2 separate regions of the Mus musculus genome follow, and region 1 is linked to region 2. The links are chromatin contacts, called in public HiChIP or PLAC-seq maps. All regions are on one chromosome and are shown on one strand. The core of a region is the stretch at or near the end of the contact, and the rest is flanking DNA. Distances in the headings are between cores, read along the strand shown. Region 1 has its middle 47 kb from the start of Platr5. Region 2 overlaps Gm29538 (predicted gene 29538).

The links. HiChIP or PLAC-seq counts read pairs in DNA pulled down with a chosen protein or histone mark.
Region 1: a contact with region 2 is called in an H3K27ac HiChIP or PLAC-seq map of extraembryonic endoderm stem cells, with 6 times the contacts expected there. The contact joins two enhancer-like sites.

The regions. Positions count from the first base shown.
Region 1 is chr1:88,799,269-88,803,917 of GRCm38.p6, reverse strand. No RefSeq gene overlaps it. Among named protein-coding and RNA genes, the nearest start is that of Platr5, 47 kb to the right of the region's middle. Within about 2 kb of position 3,272, at least 28 of the 459 cell types and tissues checked have an H3K27ac peak or open chromatin away from gene starts, as enhancers often do. A contact at or near this core is called in extraembryonic endoderm stem cells, where this site is marked.
Region 2 is chr1:88,444,992-88,449,237 of GRCm38.p6, reverse strand. Gm29538 (predicted gene 29538) reads left to right here. Exons shown (of 3, transcript NR_166084.1): 2 at 2,853-2,964. Among named protein-coding and RNA genes, the nearest start is that of Gm28888, 13 kb to the left of the region's middle. Within about 2 kb of position 1,552, at least 32 of the 459 cell types and tissues checked have an H3K27ac peak or open chromatin away from gene starts, as enhancers often do. A contact at or near this core is called in extraembryonic endoderm stem cells, where this site is marked.

The DNA of each region.
Region 1 (4,649 bases), core at 2,023-4,522, 350 kb before region 2:
CTGTGATGCCTGGCAATGTGGCTACTGTGTGCACTGTGCTCTCACTGATGACCAGCACTCACTCCATCTCTGCCAGGTTTCCGGGCTGCATGGGTGTTGCGGGAAATATTAAAAATCAAATTGGCTCATCCCGTGCTTGTGCCAGCAGCTCTCTGCCCCAGTGGCCTGGCTGACCATGCACTGGTGTGTAATAGCTGACCTGTTTTTATCTCAAGGAGACTCTCTGGCCCAGAGCTCTCAAAACATCTCCACTCAGCTCGCTAAGTTCCCACTGGTGGGTCGTTACCACGCCAGCACCCTGCTTCAAATCCCCCATGGCCTTTGTGGTGCACATCCAGCAAACCAACACTTTGACGCGGTATCTTTCTCTTTTGAACCTAGTGGAACGGCCTCATGAAGGAAAACGCAACACAAAGTTAATTCAGAAACAACGGTAACTCAACAGCTGGGCGAACCAACTAAAATCCTAACTTGTGAGCCTTATTAAATCTAAATCCTCAGGTGGTGAATCCTGATGGATCCGCCATTGAAACCGGGAGACACTCGTACTTACATCTTGTCCTCACGCTATCCCCGTCCAAAAAGACCTAACTCTTCCTGCTTCCTCTCTTCCCCTCTTCAACCCAGAAGTCCCTTCTATTTGCCCAGTGATTGGCTCCTTTATTCATTACGGGATTGGTTCACAAGAATAGGGTCAGGCCCATTCACAACACATGGGTAGGTACACTGCAGAGCCACTGGACTCCAGCCCTCAGTCTTTGTCAGGTTTGTTCTTCTCCTCTCTTGTTGCAGACTTTGCATTTCTGCCTCAGCCTTTGTTTAGAAAAGTCTTGTCAGCCTAGGTGAAGTGATTGCTTTCTAGTGACCAAACACCTGACCGTAGAGCTTAAGAGAGAACTTATTTTTCTCACAGTTTCAGCGGTATCAGTCCATCATGGAGGGGTGGGGAAGGAGACAGCGAAACAGATCGCAGCACTGCAGCTGAGAAGAGGAGGGAGGGTAGAGTTGACTACAAGGAAACACGAATCCTACGTAGGAACTGGTACCAGGAGGGAGTTCAGTATCTGAGTGTGGAGACGTGGCTCCAGAATGCAGAATACAAAGCCCGTGCTGTGATTGTCTGGAGGAAGAATGGGGACAGCTGTGTGCTAGTAAGTGTCTTGGCAACCAGATTTTGGGTGGTGGTGATGGTGGAGTAGCTTTGGTTTACAGCCTTAGCTGACTCTTGTAGTGCTGATATTGTTCACTAAGAACATCAAATGCAAAGACAAAAGGACAGTGATGGTTATAGTAGCTCGTGCCAGTAGGGTAGAGGCCAGGAGATTTCCACTTTGAAGTCAGTCTGGGCTAAATCACTGGGCTGTGGATATGGCTTAGTAATTAAGAGCATGCACACTGCCCTTGCAGCTCTTGCAGAGGACCCTAGTTTGGATCCCAGTACCAATGGAGGGCAGCTGACAACTGACTGTAAATCCAGCTCTGATCTCTCTGGGCACTGCACTCATGTGGCCAAACCCACACACAGGCCCATAATCGATACAATACAGTACAATACAATACATTACAATACAAAGCAATACAAAGCAATACAGTACAATACAATACAATACAATACAATACAATACAATACAATACAATACAATACAATACAATACATTTTTTACAAGAAAAGATAGGAGAAGGGTGTGCTCCATGTTGAGACACAGAAATTCCATTATGCAGCTAACATAGTTGTAAACAGCCTTGAAGCCAAGCATGACTGCATTAAAATACTTAAGAGATGGATTTGGAGTAGTTACATTGACTTTCAGTAAAATCTAATTAACTATAAGTTTGCATCAGTTTATTTGCAATAATAGTTACATTTAATTTAACAAACAGCTTGCCAGATCACCATGAAGTTGACAAAGTCATCTCCTGAGCCACTTGCTGGGTGCTGGTCTGACAGACTCTAGGTCACCTGTGACACCCAGCCACTGTGACTTAAGCCATAGATAGGATCCTAAGTCATGGGATCGAGTCTTGGGACATCTTGATTTCTTTGGTGAGGGCTTTGGGGATCTGCTGGCTAGCACATTTCATCTCAGTATGAAGATGAATTAGAATCAACTTGTTAGCACACCTTAAGAAAGATGGAGGGCTGAGATGTGACCTGTTAGTAGAGTCTTCACTTAGTACCCATGACACCCATGAGTACCCATGAGTATCCATGAGGTTCTATCCTCAACTCAGGAAAATAAAACAAACAAAAAAGTTATAGCAGAAATGTCACCTCAAATTGCCTAGTGAACAATTTTTTTTGAAGTGAATGAATAAGTTAGAAAACTTCACTGAGCAATCTAGCTCTAATCTAACACCTGGATGAGTACTGATATCTTTTGGATCCTCCCTCCCTCCCTCCCTCCCTCCCTCCCTCCCTCCCTCCCTTCCTTCCTTCCTTCCTTCCTTCCTTCCTTCCTTCCTTCCTTCCTTCCTTTGGTTTCAGGACCTGGAACAAGAGACTGAAGTGCATAACTTACATACCAAAGCAGACTAGGCCTCCAGGTTCTCCCAGCATTCCTCAGTTCCTACCTGGTACACCCTGCCCCCAACCCTGAACTTTCCACCCCAGAGGCTCCTCCCTATATAATAATCCAGACATGTTGGTCTCTATTCCTTTCCTCTCTCTCTCTTCTCTCTATGCTCATACCCTTTCTCTCTTTCTCTGTCCCCCATCCCTCCCAATGGCAACTCCTCTGGCCTCAATTCCCAATAAACCTGCCTTTAATATGATCTAATCTAATCTGGTTTGAATTGGCTCATTTCACCAGCGGCAAAGAACTAACCTATCACCTTTCTCTCTTTTCCCTGAGAAGGCACTAGAAGCAGCTGTCCACCAAGGGAAGCAGTTCTCTGTGTAAGGACCCAGCCCCCTCCACTTTCAGTATCCTTCCCAGTGGCTCAAAATGCATGTGGGACCAATGCTCTGGGAAGCAGTGAGCAGAAGTCAGGACTCGGTTTTTGTGAAATCTTAGACCTGGAAGCCAGTTGAGTCCCCCTGACTTGAGGTATCTTTGAGCTCTAAACACACAGGGACAGCCAGCTACCTGTCAACACTGCCATTAAACCTGACCGTGGGACTAAAGCAGGGTCCCAGAAGTCACATCTGTTATTGTTCTGCTTTGTTACTTCAGGACAACAGTGCCTGTGTCTTCCTCCTCCTCACTAGATTTCACCACACCCTTGCCTCGGAGGCCAGGGAAACACAATGCCCTTCAAGTTCTAGCTGAAGGACACTGGACTTTGCACAGAAGTGGCTGCTCCTGCAGTGTGCGGAGGAGTGGGTAGGGTGGGGCTGGCTCGGAATCCACTCTCTAGCCTGAGGCACTTGCATTAAGTCCATTGTTTATTCATGAGCTGTTGTTTTTATAAATTTATAGAGTACATCCTTTGCCGTAGGCAGGCTATATTATACACTTTACAAAGCAGAGACTCTCCTCTCTCAAATTCTTAGATAATTTGAAAGCACCATGCTTGGTGGATAGCACTGTTCTTGAAGTGTTTGTTCTTAACTTGGTCACTCCCATAAAAAACTGCAGGTGACTTGCAGGCTTCATGTTCAGCAAGCCCAATTTTTTGTTTTTATTTGTTGTCTTTTGTTTGTTTTTAAATCACAAAGGCAAGGATAGGTGGGTCCTTTTTTTCTCTCTCTCTCATTATGCAATTTTGCCTCAAAATGCTTAGGCTTTCAAACTCTTCCTAAGAATCTCGTCTTCAACAATTCCAGAAATGCCAGTCAGGCAACTCTGAACTTCGTGTAATCACAAATGATGGCTCAAAGCCCCGAACTTATCTCCTGTACAACACAAGGCCCAACTGTGCCTTGGGACAATGAACAATGTGCTCCACGGTAACACGTTAGATGGTGCGTGAGTGTCAGCTACTGAAGCACACAGGGGATGGTCGGTTAAGAACCCCCTCTCCCACCCCACCACACACACACACACACACACACACACACACACACACACACATGAGAATCACTCCGAACAGCCAGGGGATGAGGGAAATGGCTCTTTAATAAGGCTGGCCTGTTTCTGCCTAACCTCCTAGGGAAAGTAGCCATGAACAGACAATGTTAGCAGTTTCTATAAATACTCAATGTTCCACACAGGCTATCCTCTTTGAGTCTCTTTTAGGTCCTGACTTTAAACTGTTAAGCGGAGACAAAAGACTTCGAGTCTGGCTGTTCCAACAAGTAGAAGATTTACACAGCAAAGATACTGTCACGATTACTTTTGAAGTGAACCGGTATTGTTCTTTTCTGGTAGTTCTTACCCAGGGTCAGGACCGCCTGCCTGCCTGCCTGCCTGCATCTCTGCCTGTCAGAATTAGGTCTTTCCCTGATAAACACAAAGCAGCACAGGACCATGGCTGGGACCCTGCTGCTCCCTGGGAATGGCCTGCTAAAGGCATGTTCTTTTATATGGGAATGAGCCGGATGCGCTGTGAGCCAGGGATGCCTTCTTTAGTCCTGGGAACAGGACCTAATTAGGAGCAATCTTAGTCAACAAATTAACAGAAATATATTCTCACCAAACCTAATCTCAGCTTATATTAGACGTACAGCCTTTTCCTCTCTAGTTGCTGACAAGCTTAGCTAGTTCCTA
Region 2 (4,246 bases), core at 303-2,802:
AGTACCATGTCAGGTGGCTTGCAAGTGTCTTTAACTCCACCTCCAGGGGGATCTGATTCATTTTTCTGTCCTCTGTAGGTGTGTATGCTCACTCATGAGCACACACACGCGTGCACACACACACACACACATACACCACTCATACATAAATCTTCAAAAAAGGAGACACAGTCTGCATGTTTACATCTAATAGTAAGCACACAGATAATACATTTACAAATAGGCATTGAGTGAATGTTGTCTAATTTTACTTCAAAAGTTCTTTTGCTGTGTCATGGCTTCTTTCAGATGTTTGGACTGAGAACACGGAACCTTACTCATTCCTAAGACCTCTTATTTATGTGAAGATGATCGAACATAGTGAAAATGGAAAGAATAATAAAATAAATACTAATGTATTCACAGACACAGTACCATTTACAACAGCCAAGTTATTGCAGCCTATTACAGCATTTCTCAGTGGATAAATGGGTAAAGAAAATGTGTTTTATGTGAACCATGGAATTCTATTCTGTCACTATAGAAGAACACAATTATGTCATTTGTTAGAAAATGGACACCACTGGAGATCATGATATTAAGTGAGACAGGCCAAATTTGCCTAATTTGTAAAGCCTAGACTATTTCCATAAATACATAAAAGCCTTTGCCTCAATACTGGAAAAAGGAACAGGCTGGTTGGGGAGAGAAAGGGGAGACAGAGACAGAGGAGAATACAATAAGTGAATGTGACCAAAGTACATGATACACTTTTTTAAAAAATGTATTTATTATTATAAGTACACTGTAGCTGACTTCAGACACACCAGAAGAGGGCGTCAGTCTCATTACGGGTGGTTGTGAGCCACTATGTGGTTGCTGGGATTTGAACTCATGACCTTTGGAAGAGCAGTCAGTGCTCTTACCCACTGAGCCATCTCACCAGCTCTATATGGTACACTTGAAAGAGATTTTCCCTGGCCTTGAAGAGCTCCTTCCTCAGTTTACTTTCTCTTGCTGTGAGAAACACAACATCCAAAAGCACTGGGGGAGAAAAGGGTTCACTTATCTTTCAGCTGAGGAGAGGTTGGAGACCGTACTGTTAGAAGGGCAAGCCCTTCACAGCCTCCCACCCTAAAAAAGCCAATTGGCCTCATACTACAGAGCCAGTCCTTACCCCCTTCTCCCTGTTTCCCGCCTGTCATCCAAAAATGCAGAAGAATATCAACTCAGTGTTATTCTTAATAAAGTGTATTTCAAATTTGTTCAGTCAAACTTAGCCAGGGTTCCAACGCCCTACTTAAAATTCAACTAAAAAGTTACCTATTCAACACTAATTAACATTATAAAGTCAACGCCTACTGCTTAAGGCTTTTCTCTTAGTTGTTTACTAAGATTAAAAAAAAAAAACAGTCTTAGCCAAATACAGTTTACGGGAGATCAGGACAGGGACTCAAGGCAGGAAGCCAGAGGTTCCTGAAGCAGAGGCGGTGAAGTAGTACTGGCTTGCTCTTTAGGGCTTGTTCAGCCTGTTTTCTTATAAGCAAGAGCCACCAGCCTAGAGGTGACAGCGCTCACAATGAGCTGGGCCCTCCCCCATCAACCACCAATCGTGAAAACACACTACAGACTTGCCCAGTAACAGGCAGTCTGGTCGAGGAGTTTTCTCAATTGAGGTTTCTTTTCCTAGATAACGCTAGCTTGTGTCAAATTGATTAAAAAAGCAAAGTGAAACAAAATCAACAAAAAAACTAACCAGAACTACCCCACAGGTTGGTGGAGAAGCTTAAGGAAAGAGAGTCTCCGTCTTTACACCCAGTGTGGACATAAGCTTAAGGCACAAAGGCACACCCCGCCCCCGCCTCAGTTTATCCTCACTTCATACAAAGACTTTCTCCTTGAAATATTTTGTTCAATTCATCTGACTTGATCTGGCCTTGGTTACTGTTTTTCTCCCTCAAATGTAAAGCCAGCCTATCAGAGACTTTTTGACAAACACTAAACTCTCTGTGCTTTCCCCTTCAGGAAAACAAAACAAAACAAAAAACAAACAAACAAATTACCAACAATGAGCATAAAATTTGCCTGCTTCCCAGTAAATACCTTAAGCTTGAAGAGAACTCTTTCTACCAAATAAATAAATAAATAAATAAACAAGTAAATAAATAAATAAATAAATAAATAAGTGAGTGAGTTTCTTGCCTCAAGCTGTTACGACAAATTTCCATCCCGGATAAAACAAAAGCATGCAACTCTCTGAGACTTGTGTCTCGCGCTTGTGAATATCACTCCCTCCTGTTTTGCTGTATTTGCCTGGCGCTCCTTGAATCACTATAGCTTGTGGAAAAACTGAAGCTATTTAAAAATTGATGAATTATCCCTCATTAGAGTCAGAATAGCCCTGGAGTGGCTGAAACTTGAGCAGGATTAGAAGCAACACATGAGGAGTTTGTAACCAAGCAGGTCTCCATGGCGACATGTGATTGAGCCGATCATAATTGTAAGACATTTATTTGGGGCCTTTTTCTGTTGTTGTTTTTTTAAATCCCGAAGAAAAGTCTAACACAAAAGAAACTGGTCTCAGAGTCTCTAGGCATATAAATTGGCAAAGGTAAAAGCCATTCAAGATCGCTTTACTCATTCAAAAAAAAAAACAGGCACAAATTTCAAGCCCGGGGAAGGAGATCTTAGCTCATCGGCTAAGCCCAGATTCAGTTCTGAGTGAGAGCAGGATGCCATTAAAAGTGCCAGCTTTACTTCTTGTAGTTTGGGTTTCGGAATAGCCCACAGCATCTTGGATAACCCACACGTATGCAAATAGTGGTTCTAACGATCGTATTTCTAGCTCGCTGTCTGTGTTGTTCTTCCAACAGTGTGTTCTGAATTTTAAAGGTGCGATAACAAGAATATATTTCCTCTGAATCCAGAAGTCAGCCTGGGTCCTTGAGGTGACCTTGTGGTCTACTTTCTAGAGTCTAACTGCAGGTAAGCACCTCCCAAGGCACCCCCCGAAACCTTGTCCTATATGGTCCGAGGGAGCCTCTGATAAGTTAATACAGGAGTCGCTGCAGGCTCTCTCTCTCTTAGTAACTTCCAGTTTGTGTCGCTTTGTTAATTCTCCTAGAAACTGTACAGTGCAGGCAACGCAAGGCTTACTTCTTTATTCCTTCTGGACAATGTCACACAAGAGCACTGCATCTGCATCCTCCTGCCCACCTCTCCCCCTTCCAAATCTATCTCCTCCTCCCCACATTCATGACCTCTTTCATTATTATAGCTACATATATATATATGTGTGTGTGTGTGTGTGTGTGTGTGTGTGTTTATATGCATACATATACAACCTATTGAGTCCATTTAGTGTGTTTTCAAAATTGCAAAGAAGTTACAGAAGGATTTCGGGGTGGGGGTGTGTTTTGTATTTTGTTGTTGTTGTTTATTTTGGTTTTTGGTTTTACAAGACAGGCTTTCTCTGTGCAGTCTTGGATATCCTGGAACTCACTCTGTAGACCAGGCTGGCTTTAAACGCACAGAGATCCACCTGCCTTTGCCTTCCGAATGCTGACATTAAAGGCATAGGCCACTACCACCTGGCCAGTCAGCCAGTACAAAAAGATTTTAAGAGCCAGAGGACCAGATACGTGCTGCTAGATAGTGCCCCCTAGAGGTGACAGGGAAAGTTTACCCATGAACTGTCAATAGTATGGTTGCCTGAAAGAGATACCCTTACCAGTACTACCAGGTGACTCGCTGGTGTAGATGGGGCAGATTTCACAAGGCCTCACCCCTAGAAAAAGGCAGGTGGTCAATGGCTATGGGAAGAGGGAAAAATCAGACTTAAAAAGTCAGGTTTCCCCTACCCCCACTGCCCAAAGATAATTAACTATGTGACGTCTTTAACCTATGGAAGATCTACTAAAAGCCCTTGACCATGGCTAGGCATTGGCCATGGCTAGCCATTGGCTGTATACACCACAGTTCCAGATCTCCAGGGCCAGAGGATCAGAAGCTAAATGTTATTCTCAGCAACTACGGAGTTTGAAGAGTGTAGACCACACAAGACCTTGTCTCAAAACAGTAAAACAACACACCCTTGTTGAAGCTGTGTGTAAGGAGCTGGTGCTCTGTGGAAGGCGTTCTGTGAGGTACTCCCCTGTTGCTGCCCATCCCAGAGCAAGCTGGACCCTTGTGTCTCACACTCCTGTGCACCCTGGAGTCACTTGAAGTCCTGCGGCACCCAACTGTTGCTTCAGCCCCTTGCAGGCAG